3 separate regions of the Mus musculus genome follow, and all the other regions are linked to region 2. A link is a contact called in public Hi-C and HiChIP or PLAC-seq data. All regions are on one chromosome and are shown on one strand. Each heading gives the region's core, a stretch centred on a gene start, on an enhancer-like site or on the middle of the called end of the contact. The rest is flanking DNA. Distances are from core to core; before and after follow the strand shown. Region 1 holds the start of Hook1 (hook microtubule tethering protein 1). Region 2 overlaps Gm12694 (a long non-coding RNA gene). Region 3 overlaps Fggy (FGGY carbohydrate kinase domain containing).

What was found. HiChIP or PLAC-seq counts read pairs in DNA pulled down with a chosen protein or histone mark. A called contact is a pair of places that touch in the nucleus more often than the background predicts.
Region 1: a contact with region 2 is called in a CTCF HiChIP or PLAC-seq map of pro-B cells, with 20 times the contacts expected there. The contact joins the promoter of Hook1 here to the enhancer-like site in region 2. A contact is called at or near these places in 1 of 39 promoter capture datasets (embryonic stem cells), 1 of 15 datasets of contacts at CTCF or cohesin (pro-B cells), 2 of 484 Hi-C or Micro-C datasets (bone marrow-derived macrophages and embryonic stem cells), 11 of 115 datasets of contacts at active chromatin or transcription factors (embryonic forebrain, embryonic limb bud, embryonic stem cells and 5 more) and 2 of 9 other capture datasets (liver and macrophages).
Region 3: a Hi-C map of bone marrow-derived macrophages shows a contact between it and region 2, with 21 read pairs. The contact joins two enhancer-like sites. A contact is called at or near these places in 2 of 15 datasets of contacts at CTCF or cohesin (the NIH/3T3 cell line and large pre-B cells), 4 of 484 Hi-C or Micro-C datasets (bone marrow-derived macrophages, group 2 innate lymphoid cells and neutrophils) and 4 of 115 datasets of contacts at active chromatin or transcription factors (CD8 T cells, T-cell acute lymphoblastic leukemia, embryonic stem cells and 1 more).

What each region holds. Positions count from the first base shown.
Region 1 is chr4:95,965,597-95,968,695 of GRCm38.p6, reverse strand. It overlaps Hook1 (hook microtubule tethering protein 1), which reads right to left and starts at 1,317. Exons shown (of 22, transcript NM_030014.2): 1 at 1,140-1,317. The coding sequence starts at 1,202. It overlaps 9530080O11Rik (RIKEN cDNA 9530080O11 gene), which reads left to right and starts at 1,041. Exons shown (of 2, transcript NR_045776.1): 1 at 1,041-1,572.
Region 2 is chr4:94,998,971-95,002,267 of GRCm38.p6, reverse strand. The region is part of intron 2 of Gm12694 (a long non-coding RNA gene); the gene reads right to left. Among named protein-coding and RNA genes, the nearest start is that of Gm12694, 21 kb to the right of the region's middle. Within about 2 kb of position 1,682, at least 69 of the 459 cell types and tissues checked have an H3K27ac peak or open chromatin away from gene starts, as enhancers often do. A contact at or near this core is called in bone marrow-derived macrophages and pro-B cells, where this site is marked.
Region 3 is chr4:95,776,198-95,779,473 of GRCm38.p6, reverse strand. All of the region lies in intron 8 of Fggy (FGGY carbohydrate kinase domain containing), which reads right to left. Among named protein-coding and RNA genes, the nearest start is that of Hook1, 190 kb to the left of the region's middle. Within about 2 kb of position 1,428, at least 31 of the 459 cell types and tissues checked have an H3K27ac peak or open chromatin away from gene starts, as enhancers often do. A contact at or near this core is called in bone marrow-derived macrophages, where this site is marked.

The DNA of each region.
Region 1 (3,099 bases), core at 68-2,567, 970 kb before region 2:
TTGTAATGATACACAACTCTGCTAGTTAAACTAATTCCTGTGAGGCCAGCACAAAGTAGGAAGTCAAAATACTGCTTTAAGAAAGGATATGGTCATAGCACTTGGAAATATTGCAGTATAGTTTAAGAAACTCTTGAACTCCATGTGACCTCATAGGGAAGTCAGTGACATCATAAAGAACCCAGTTTACCATCTCAGTCAGATGATCAGAGCACAAAATTGCAGACCTGAATACACCCTATGATTAGACATTTGTTTTTAAACAAATGGGATCATTAAAGTAATACTGCCTTCTTTCCTAACAATCTTAAATACAATATCTAAACCTAAATAGTAATTTAAATAAACATGCAGGTCTACAGTGAGCTAAACGCTTTAACCCTGAGATCCTAACTACATTCTACTTAAAACATGTTATCAAAGTCTAAAGTGCAAAAGTGACTACAAATTTCAAACACTCATAGAGATCTTCCCTATTTGTCCTTTGGATTTGCTAGTATTAGAAGATGGCCAGTCAATCTCTTGGAGGATGTAATCCTCCTGATCCAGTCTACTTACATTCCAATCAGACTCTCTTCACAATTATACAACTGAGTTGAGCCATCAGCGCTATCAACACCCAACTGTAGGGCATCAAACACTATCCTAGCACAATAAAGGCCTAGAAATCACACCTGGACGGCAGTTCTGTCATATCTAGGAAATTCCAACAGGTTAGAAACCATTTGGCTCACCGGAATACTGGGAAAAAATGAGGACTGAGGCAATCTGCGCTAAAAAAATCCTGCACATGGATCAAGCGTAAACAAAAAAAGCCAATTCTTTTTTACTTTAAAAAAAGAAAGGTATTAAGATGGGAAGGGGAGGAAGAGGGGGAAAAAATGAAAAAGAGCTCCCACATCAAAGGTAATTTGGCCATCTCTCTCAGCTGTGTCTACACCGCCATGGGTGCTGTGTGGGCCCAAAAGGACAGCAATCTGGGAACCGAGGCTGCCAGCGCCTCCTGGTCACCTGTGCGAGGCGGAGCTCTCAGAGGCTGGGACGGAAGGGTTGCGGAGGAGGTGTACGTGGCAGCCGGAGGCTCCGTGCTCCGCTCGCCCCGCAGGTGGCCTCGCTGGCAAGCGTGGAACTACACTCACCCAGATGATGAGGCTGTCACACAGCGGCAGCTCGGACTGTGGCAGCGGCTGCGGGTCCTCCATGGTCCGAGAACCTCGACGCCGCGCTCACAGCGACGGACGCGCCTCCGACCGGGCCCGCGTCAACGACCTCCGCGCCCGCCACTGGAGCTCGGCGGCCAGGCCTGGCGCCCGCGCCACTCACGCGCGAAGCCTCACGGCGCAGACGTCGCGGCGCGACCGCCCCCTCGCCCACCGCGTCTGTCCCGCGTCCCGGCACCTGAGCCGGCCCCGCCCGCCGATCGCACACCGCACGCTGAGTGACCTCTGCGAGCACCAGTCACAAAGAAGCTGGGCACCAGCGAGGCCGGCAGGGCGGGAGGAGCGGGAATAGGTCGCACAGGAGGGCTGCTGATTGGACGCGCTCCAGAGACTCTTGGCCAATCAAGGAGGGGTAAGCCCGGACCGCCAGGCGAAGCGGGTGTGGGTGGGCGGAGGTTTATGACCTGGCAGGTGCAATGAGGGCGGGGCTGGGGGTAGGAAGGAGAGCGCGCCTGCGCGAGCTAGAGTGGCCAAAGGTAGTGGAGGGCTCAGAGGCCAACCTTCCATTTCTCCTGGTTAGCACTAGTACAGACCCACTCTCAGCCTCCAGCCTCTTCTCATTCCCCACCACAGTGCTCAGGAATTGAAACCCCCAAAGCAAGAGGAACCACGTGACCAAGAAACGTGTTTCCTAAGGAAAAAACAGACCTCCATGCTGCCTAAGTCAAAGAAGCCCTCACAGAATCACAGGTTGTGGCTGATTTCATTTTAAATGGGGCAAAGGGGAAGGCCGTTTTTAGATAGCAAAATTAAATAGTGTTCAAAAAGCATAGGCTGTATCTGTGTACCCTACCTGCTCGTTTCTATGTTAAAAAATAATAATAATGATGTGTCCACTGAGGATGTTGGTGGCATGGTCCATAAAATCTGGAAAGTGGCAATCCAACATGATAAATTGTGTCATTATTGGAAGGGGCTACAATATTATTCTAACTCTTGGTTCTCACCACTTCACTCATTCATTAATCCATCAATTCATACTCTGTATTAAGAGGCAGCTGGTTCGCTTAACTCTCTGTGATTTTTATATTTAAACGTTGAGCAAAACTGTTGGACAATAAATTATAAACCCCCTGTTATAAATCAGTTTCATTTTAAAAATACAGTGAGGGCATTTTCGACGCAACCTCACAATTTTGCTAAAGTGTATTCTAGACACAATAAATACTAATGAAACTTCATGAAAACTATAGGCCTAAAGAATTGAAGAGTCGGTATTGTGACTCTCTCCCAACCCCCGCCCTCCCCCCCCCCCACCACCACCCGCGTTGCTCTCAATGTTACGGGTAGAGACCACAGCCTCTACATTTCTAAAGATATCTCTGGCTAAAATATAAGCACATATTATGAAAATAATGTAAGTTGGGAATTGTAAACTTTGCAATGTGAATTACTATAACCACACACTCTTTAAAGCACGTTTATCACTGAGACCCACAGATAAGTGACCTACTAAAATTTCAATTCTTTCCAATTTGAAAAGTTAGAAAATCACATTACTGAAAAACAGCAAAAAAAAAAAAAAAAAGACTAATTCTGACAAGTGTGAAATGAATATAAATCTAAAGCAAAAATTCAAGGGAAGTTTGGCATATTTATTGGGAAAATTTAAAGATACATTTTTATTTTTATTCCTGTGTGTCTGCAACATGTGTGCAGGTTCCCTTGAAGGCCAGAAGAGGGCATCAAATCCTTTGGAGCTGGACTTACAGGCAGTTTTGTGTAGCCTACTTTAGGGACTAGGAACAGAACTCTGGTCCTTTGTAAGAATAGCAGTCCCCTTAACTTTGAGCCATCTCTCCAACTCCAAAGAACTTTACATTAACCATATTATCTAAACCCATAATTCCATTTTTGGAATAATTCTATACTTCCATTT
Region 2 (3,297 bases), core at 433-2,932:
GAATCAGTTAAGTAGAAACTGGGATAGAATATCTCTTACAGCAGTCACCTTTACCCAAGAATCTAATTTTATTTAGTGACATTAGATCGCAGCCCCAAAATATTAAGTAGAAAAGTCTACAAAGTCATGTTTTAAGAGTATTTATAGTATTTTTATATTTGTTCTATCTTATTAGTAGTATCACTAATCTCTCTGTATACCTAATTTATAGGAACATACACAGAGGAACATAATGTATAGGAAGAAACATAGCACACACAGGGTCCAGTACTGCCTGTGGTAATGGGTATCCAGAAGGGTTCTGGGATCAGGTATCATGCTTGTTTTGAGATTGAGATAAAATAGCATGTGTGGATTATTTTGCATACAATAAGTGAATAAAAGAAACCATTCCTGAAGAAGTAAGTCTCAGATGCCCTTGGAGAGCACTGTTGAGGAAAGTGAGGAAGTTGTCCCTCCAGAAGATGCTGATCTGAGCCTCTGATCCCTGAGAACCATGAATCTGTTGCTAGTGAGCAGCAAGGCCCTCTTCCAGCTTTAGCGACCTCAGAGCTGATGAAGAGATGATCATTTCCTCCCAGAGTTGTTTTGTTCTCTTTCCAAGACTTAGAGCAACTGCTGGCTCAATAGGAAGCTCTCTGAAGCTGAGTCAACCTTCACTCATCCTAAGAGGTGACTCACACACCAGTGTGTGGTCCACAAATGCTATGGGGGTGGTACCTCTCCAGAGGCTGCTGATGGCCCTGTCTGAGTTGTTTGTGATCACAAACTCCTCATCAGCAGACAGGAGAACAGATGCTCTAATTAAGTTCTCATACCATCGTGTCCCGTCTGTACTCCTACAGAAGCAGAGAGGCAGCCACGGGCTTTATGGAAACATGAACTTGGGAGAAAGGGGGGGGGGGCATTTCTCCCATTCTCTGACCTTCTTTTGAAGTCTGGCTACGAGTCAGAATGAGATGTGGAAGACCTGAAAACTTGTATTAATCATGTTGTGGTAAAGAGAATATGATCATATGACAGGGAATTTTGGAAGTTGGGGCAATTTCAGGGAGGCAATCTTGTATTGCCTCAAGCTTCACATCACGATAACATTTTATGAAGGTTTAAAAATGATTAACTTATTGTTTTTCTGCTTCTGCCAATATACAAATACTTTATGGGCACTAGACCTTATTCCTCACTTTTACTAGGTTTGCCCTGTGAAGTCTGGCACAAGCCATGTAGTAAAAAAGTTGAGTCTGAATCTGAGTCTTAATTTTCTTTCAAAAAACCACAAGGATGCTCTAACCCTGGATAATGTACTCAAATCGGGGTCTGAGGCCAGAGGTGGTCTGTAGTTGTCAGCATCTTGTTATCAGTGACCTGCAGAAAGTGACCATTGGGAGCTTCCATAACAGCCGCCTTTTGCCAGAAATTTTTTTTGTATTTTTATGAGTATTAATTAGTAGTAGCATTTTTAAGATTTAATTAAAATGTCATCACAGTCTGAGAACCATTAATGCTGTCATCCCATACAGATGTGCTCCAGCCTGTAATTATTAAAGTGCATGTTGTTTTATTTTAATACCTTCCTCAGGTTTTTCTTTTATTATCATATTTCAGCCTCATTTGTGTCACATGATCTCCATTTTGTTATTCTTATTCATTTTTCAGTGCTGAGCACACAGGACCCTAGAGCCTGTGCATGTGAGCCAAGGACTCTACAAAATGCTGTGAACAGACAGACTCAGCCCTAGGATTTAGTGGACATGCTATGAGTTTCAATCAGAATCGCAGAAGCACAGTCCTGGGAAATCCCATCCTCCCACTGTGTGGCAGGTCCCTTGCTCTGCTCTGGTTCTACAGTGAGAACACTCCCAGCATGAGCCTCTCATTGAAAGCAGCTTCCCCCATCTAGTGAGGTGCTGTGGTTTGAATGAGGAGAGTCCCCACAGTCTGGTGCCACAGGACCTTTGAGAAGTGAGTCCCTGGAGGCAGTCCTTGAGGCTTTATGACATGGCCCTGCTTCCTGGTCTTTCTTTGCTTCCTGAGTGTGTGTGCAATATGACCAGCAGCCTCCTACTCCTGCCACCATGTTTTTTCTGCCTTCTGCCATGTCCTCTCCAACATCATGGGCACATCATCATGTGGAACAGGAAGCCAAAGGAAGTCCCTTTTATGTTAAATTGCTTAAGCTAGGGCACTTCATCAAATCAATAAACAATGGACCGGGTCATAGGCAGCTTGCTAAATACTAGCTCAGAGCATATATTGGACTAGTAAGGTTGTAAAAACTATTTTCCAAGTTTACTAGTTCATAGGCATTTACAGAACCGAATTTTATATTCTGTAAGTGAAAATTATGTAATTTTGAGTAGTTGTGTAGTTCACAGAAAGAAACCAGGACTTTTGAATCAGAAATAAATGGGCTTGAATTTTTTAAGCTATTGACTAGCAAGTCAAGGCTTGAGGGAAGCAAAAATTTCTTCACCTAAGATGGAGATAATAACATCTCCCCTGAGTTCTTCTGAGAACCACATGATATTTAAAATATGCATGTAAGATCAAACTTCCAAAGACAATGAGCTGCTCTTCTCTGCTCTTCTGTTTCCGTGATGGAAGTTCTGTTATGGAAATTAAACATGCTACTCTCTTCACTTCCTCTCATGGAGAGAAGGAAGCTAGTCCTCCTCTTCCACCCTACACGAGTCAGAGACTTTCTTGACCAACCAAATGGAACAGAAGTCATGCTTGGGGAATGGCAGAGCTAAGTCATAAGAAATACTACTGTTTTCATCTGGGTCTCTAGGGAAATCAGCTGCAGGGGAAGGCAGCCGCTGTGTAAAGGACTGACTACTCTTAGTACTTTATGTGTGAAAATAGAGAAGCCAGTGGGAGGACGATGCCAGCCATGCAAAGCAGCAGTCATCCCAGACTCCTCCACTAGGTGGTAAGCATGAGGGAGACATCTTCAGAAGATGCCAGAGCCAAATGCCATCTCTACAACTTCTGCAGGAAAGGCCCTGAGGACTTCCCAGCTAAACAGCAGTGTGGAGGGGTATATGTTTAAACTAAATATTTTATATTTAGCCGAACCAAAATTTTAGTCTAATTTATTGAATTCTGTTTATTTGTTCACTTAGTATTTTTTTTTTAGATTATAAATTTCCAATTTGTTTCATTTTGGTCATTGTATTGCTTCTAATTTTTTTTTCTACATAGGCCATAGAGGGATAATAGAAAGCCTATTAGGAGAAAGATATTGCATTTTCTTCCCATGGTGATGATTTTAATTAATTCAAATTTCTTAAAACA
Region 3 (3,276 bases), core at 179-2,678, 780 kb before region 2:
AATACACACTCTTCCCCATCACGACTGAACTATGCTTAGTCAGTTATTCAGTCCACCAATTGAAGCACCCCTTCCTTATTAAAGCCTTCTCCATAGTACCCCAAACAAGGTATACCACTGTATGCCATATGGTGGGTCCTTTCATGGTGGTTCCAGCACACATATCACTCTTAGAAGAGGAGATTAAAAATTACAGAACATCTTAAAAAATACTAAGTGCTTATGTGTCCTTCATCAACAAATGGCAGTTCCTCTAGACCACTTCTGAAAGCAGTTATGTTCTACACAGCCAAAACCTTCAACAAATAGAATTCACTAAGGTTTTAAGATCTGTGGCAATTATCCTTTTGTCTTCCTAGGTTCAGCCCAAATTCCTAAGTTTCATCATTTGTTTTTACTTCTTTTAGAATTTCCATGGATGCAATATTTTTGTGCCTACTTCTCTCATTTCTTCTTTGTGTTACTTTATAATTGTTGCACTTATCCACTATATGTAGATGCAGTCTATTCATTAAACATGTAAGTCAGCATATGAATATGATAGTTTAGCAATATGTTCTACTAATGGAAATCCAAACAGGGGATAGTATGATATATGATGTATTAAAAAGGCTCTGTGTATATTGTTTCACAGTGCGGGAGTTTCCCCAAGATTTTATCTAGGAATGAAATTGGTAGAGTGTTGAGCATATGCATACTTAAATGTACTTTGACATGATTATGCAATTTACGCTTCCTCCCCATCTCTTCCTCTGGACTATAACTGACTCAAGGGCTACTTCTACTCTTCGTTATGCCCCATGCCTGGCTTGCAGTCGGTGTTGAACAAGGAAGGTACTTTGGAGCTAAGGCACTCTATATTGAACATAGGTCTGCCAACCTAATAACAAAACCTATGGGTTTTTGTTCTACCACATTTTCCTTATCTACAAAAACTTTATGATCAGTTGTACGGTATTACTTACTTCCCAGTGTAATAGGACTGATCAAATGTAGATCGAGGTAACAACACAAGAAGGTATGGGAATTGTTACCACTGTTTCTCCACTTTGCACCTGGACCAGAGGCCCCAGGATGGGACATGTGAGAGAGGCTTGTCAACAGGAAATGTCCCGTGCATTTATATGGATTAATATAACTTTGTGGAGGGAAGTAGGGTTTCAAATATCACTGCAAAAAGAACAAGGGAGACCAATTAATGGTTCTGAGTCCACACTGCACCTGTGTCCCCAAACTGTTCACTAACACAAATGAAGCTTGCTGATCAAAACAAGCATTTTTAAGTGCTTTTTATCCTGTGGCATGGTTTAACTGTGCTCAAGCTCAAAGCAGAGCTGTGCAAAAGCTGGATTAACAACTGTGCTCCACTCTGCACTGTGGATTCAAAAGTAAAGGCCAGCTTCTTATTTACATGGAAAGATCTTAGGCTTTTGTGGTTTCCTGTTGTGCCCTGGTGCATCTGCACTTTGGTTTCTGGGTTTGTCTTTAGAGCGATACAAACAGTCTCTCTCACTATTCAAGAGAACATAAAAATTCCACAGTCTCTAATTGCTAGCAGATTTTACCAGATCCTCTGTCATGGCTCCTCAGAACAGCTGGACCTAAGCCTTCCAAAGGACATCTTCGAAAGGATAGTGATTTGAGAGATTCCTGTAGTGTGCCCAACACCAACCAGGGACGGGCTCTTCAGCTTGATGCTATTCGTATTTTATTAATATTTATTCATTTACTTCACTCTTAGAACCATTTATCATACATTTAGGCTCTCGTTTATATAAAATATCCTTTGCTAGGGACGGAGAAAAATAGTTGTGGAAAGATTCGGTTGTCCTCTTATGACATTTGTTGCAGGCATTTTTGAATCCCCCATTACAGCCTTTGTAGACACTACAATTATAGACCCTGTGGCTCATGGCATGGCTCCCTAGCAGAGCACATGCTTACCATACACAAAGCCCTGGGTATTAGCCTGGCACTAATAAGTAAATAAATGAAATAAAGTAAAATGAAGTGAGAGATACTTATCTACTGCTTTCCATAAGACCTTACTAAATCAGCCCTCATGGTTGGGGCTGGAGTTTCTCAGGTCTGATATGTGCCTATTAGCTGAGCTGCACTGGCTTACGGCTCAATGGAAAACATAGAGAGGGAAACAACTAATGACATGTAACCTGGAGTCCTTCCTGTAGCAAACCAGACTCTGATCAGCTATAGAACCCTTGAAATCTGAGCTAACAATGATGGAGCAACAGAGGATGCCATGAAAACAGCTTAGGGGTTGTGTAGATGGGCACCCAAGCTGTTACCCTTTCGCTTATTAGCCGTGGTACATGGAGTAAAGCCCTCAGTTCCTTTGTGAAAGAAGAAAGGAATAAAAGAAAAGAAAACATCACCTGTTCTTACTGTTGTACTGCCTCTGGGCACTGAATTCCTTAAATACTTCCTACACTGAAAAGCATTGAGAAAAAAAAATTCTTTTTTTCATTCTTATTTTATTTCTTTCTAAGAAGAAACCCCATAAACAAGAAAAACTAAACAGCCACCAAGAACAAGTCCTCTGTCCATCACTGGGGCTTTGCTCACGGGGTCTGCTTTCTCTCTATGGTTGTGTGGTTCCTCTCAGGGTCTGGCAGACTTTTAAGAGCATGCCCCACAGCTCAAACTGGTCCCAGGGACATTCATAAGATATTCATCAAGAAGAAGAGTATCTTTCAAAGAATATATAAAAAAGTCTCTATGATGTCACTTCCATCATATATTACACAGGGAAATGTAATCTATTTAGTACTTTATGGGAACCCCATCTTAAGACTTTTAAGTTCTATTTATTTTGAATATATTAGCACTAAACTTTATTCTGATGAAAAAATATGGCATCTGCATCTTTATTATAGAGCTGTGAATGTTTTGTCCATTAAGGGACTTTAATACGTTGTTATAATTAGAAATTCTATATACAGACTACCTAGGGAAAAACGATACACTCAGTGTATTGGTATTTGTACCCAATACATCCTAGCTGTCATTATTCTTAAACATAAATGTATATCTCATCTTTGACCTATTGTCCAACACATTCCTATTCTTTACAAATCATACACCGTGCCCCCAAGTCTTTAACACTAGCCTATGGGAGACAGATAATATAAGACCTCTGTGAGTTTGATGCTAGCCTGGTCTACACACTGAGTTCCAGGTTAACTATAGAGTGAGAACCTGTCTCAGCAACAACTGTAACAACAGTAAAATGCATAAACTGAGGTACCGTTTTAAAAA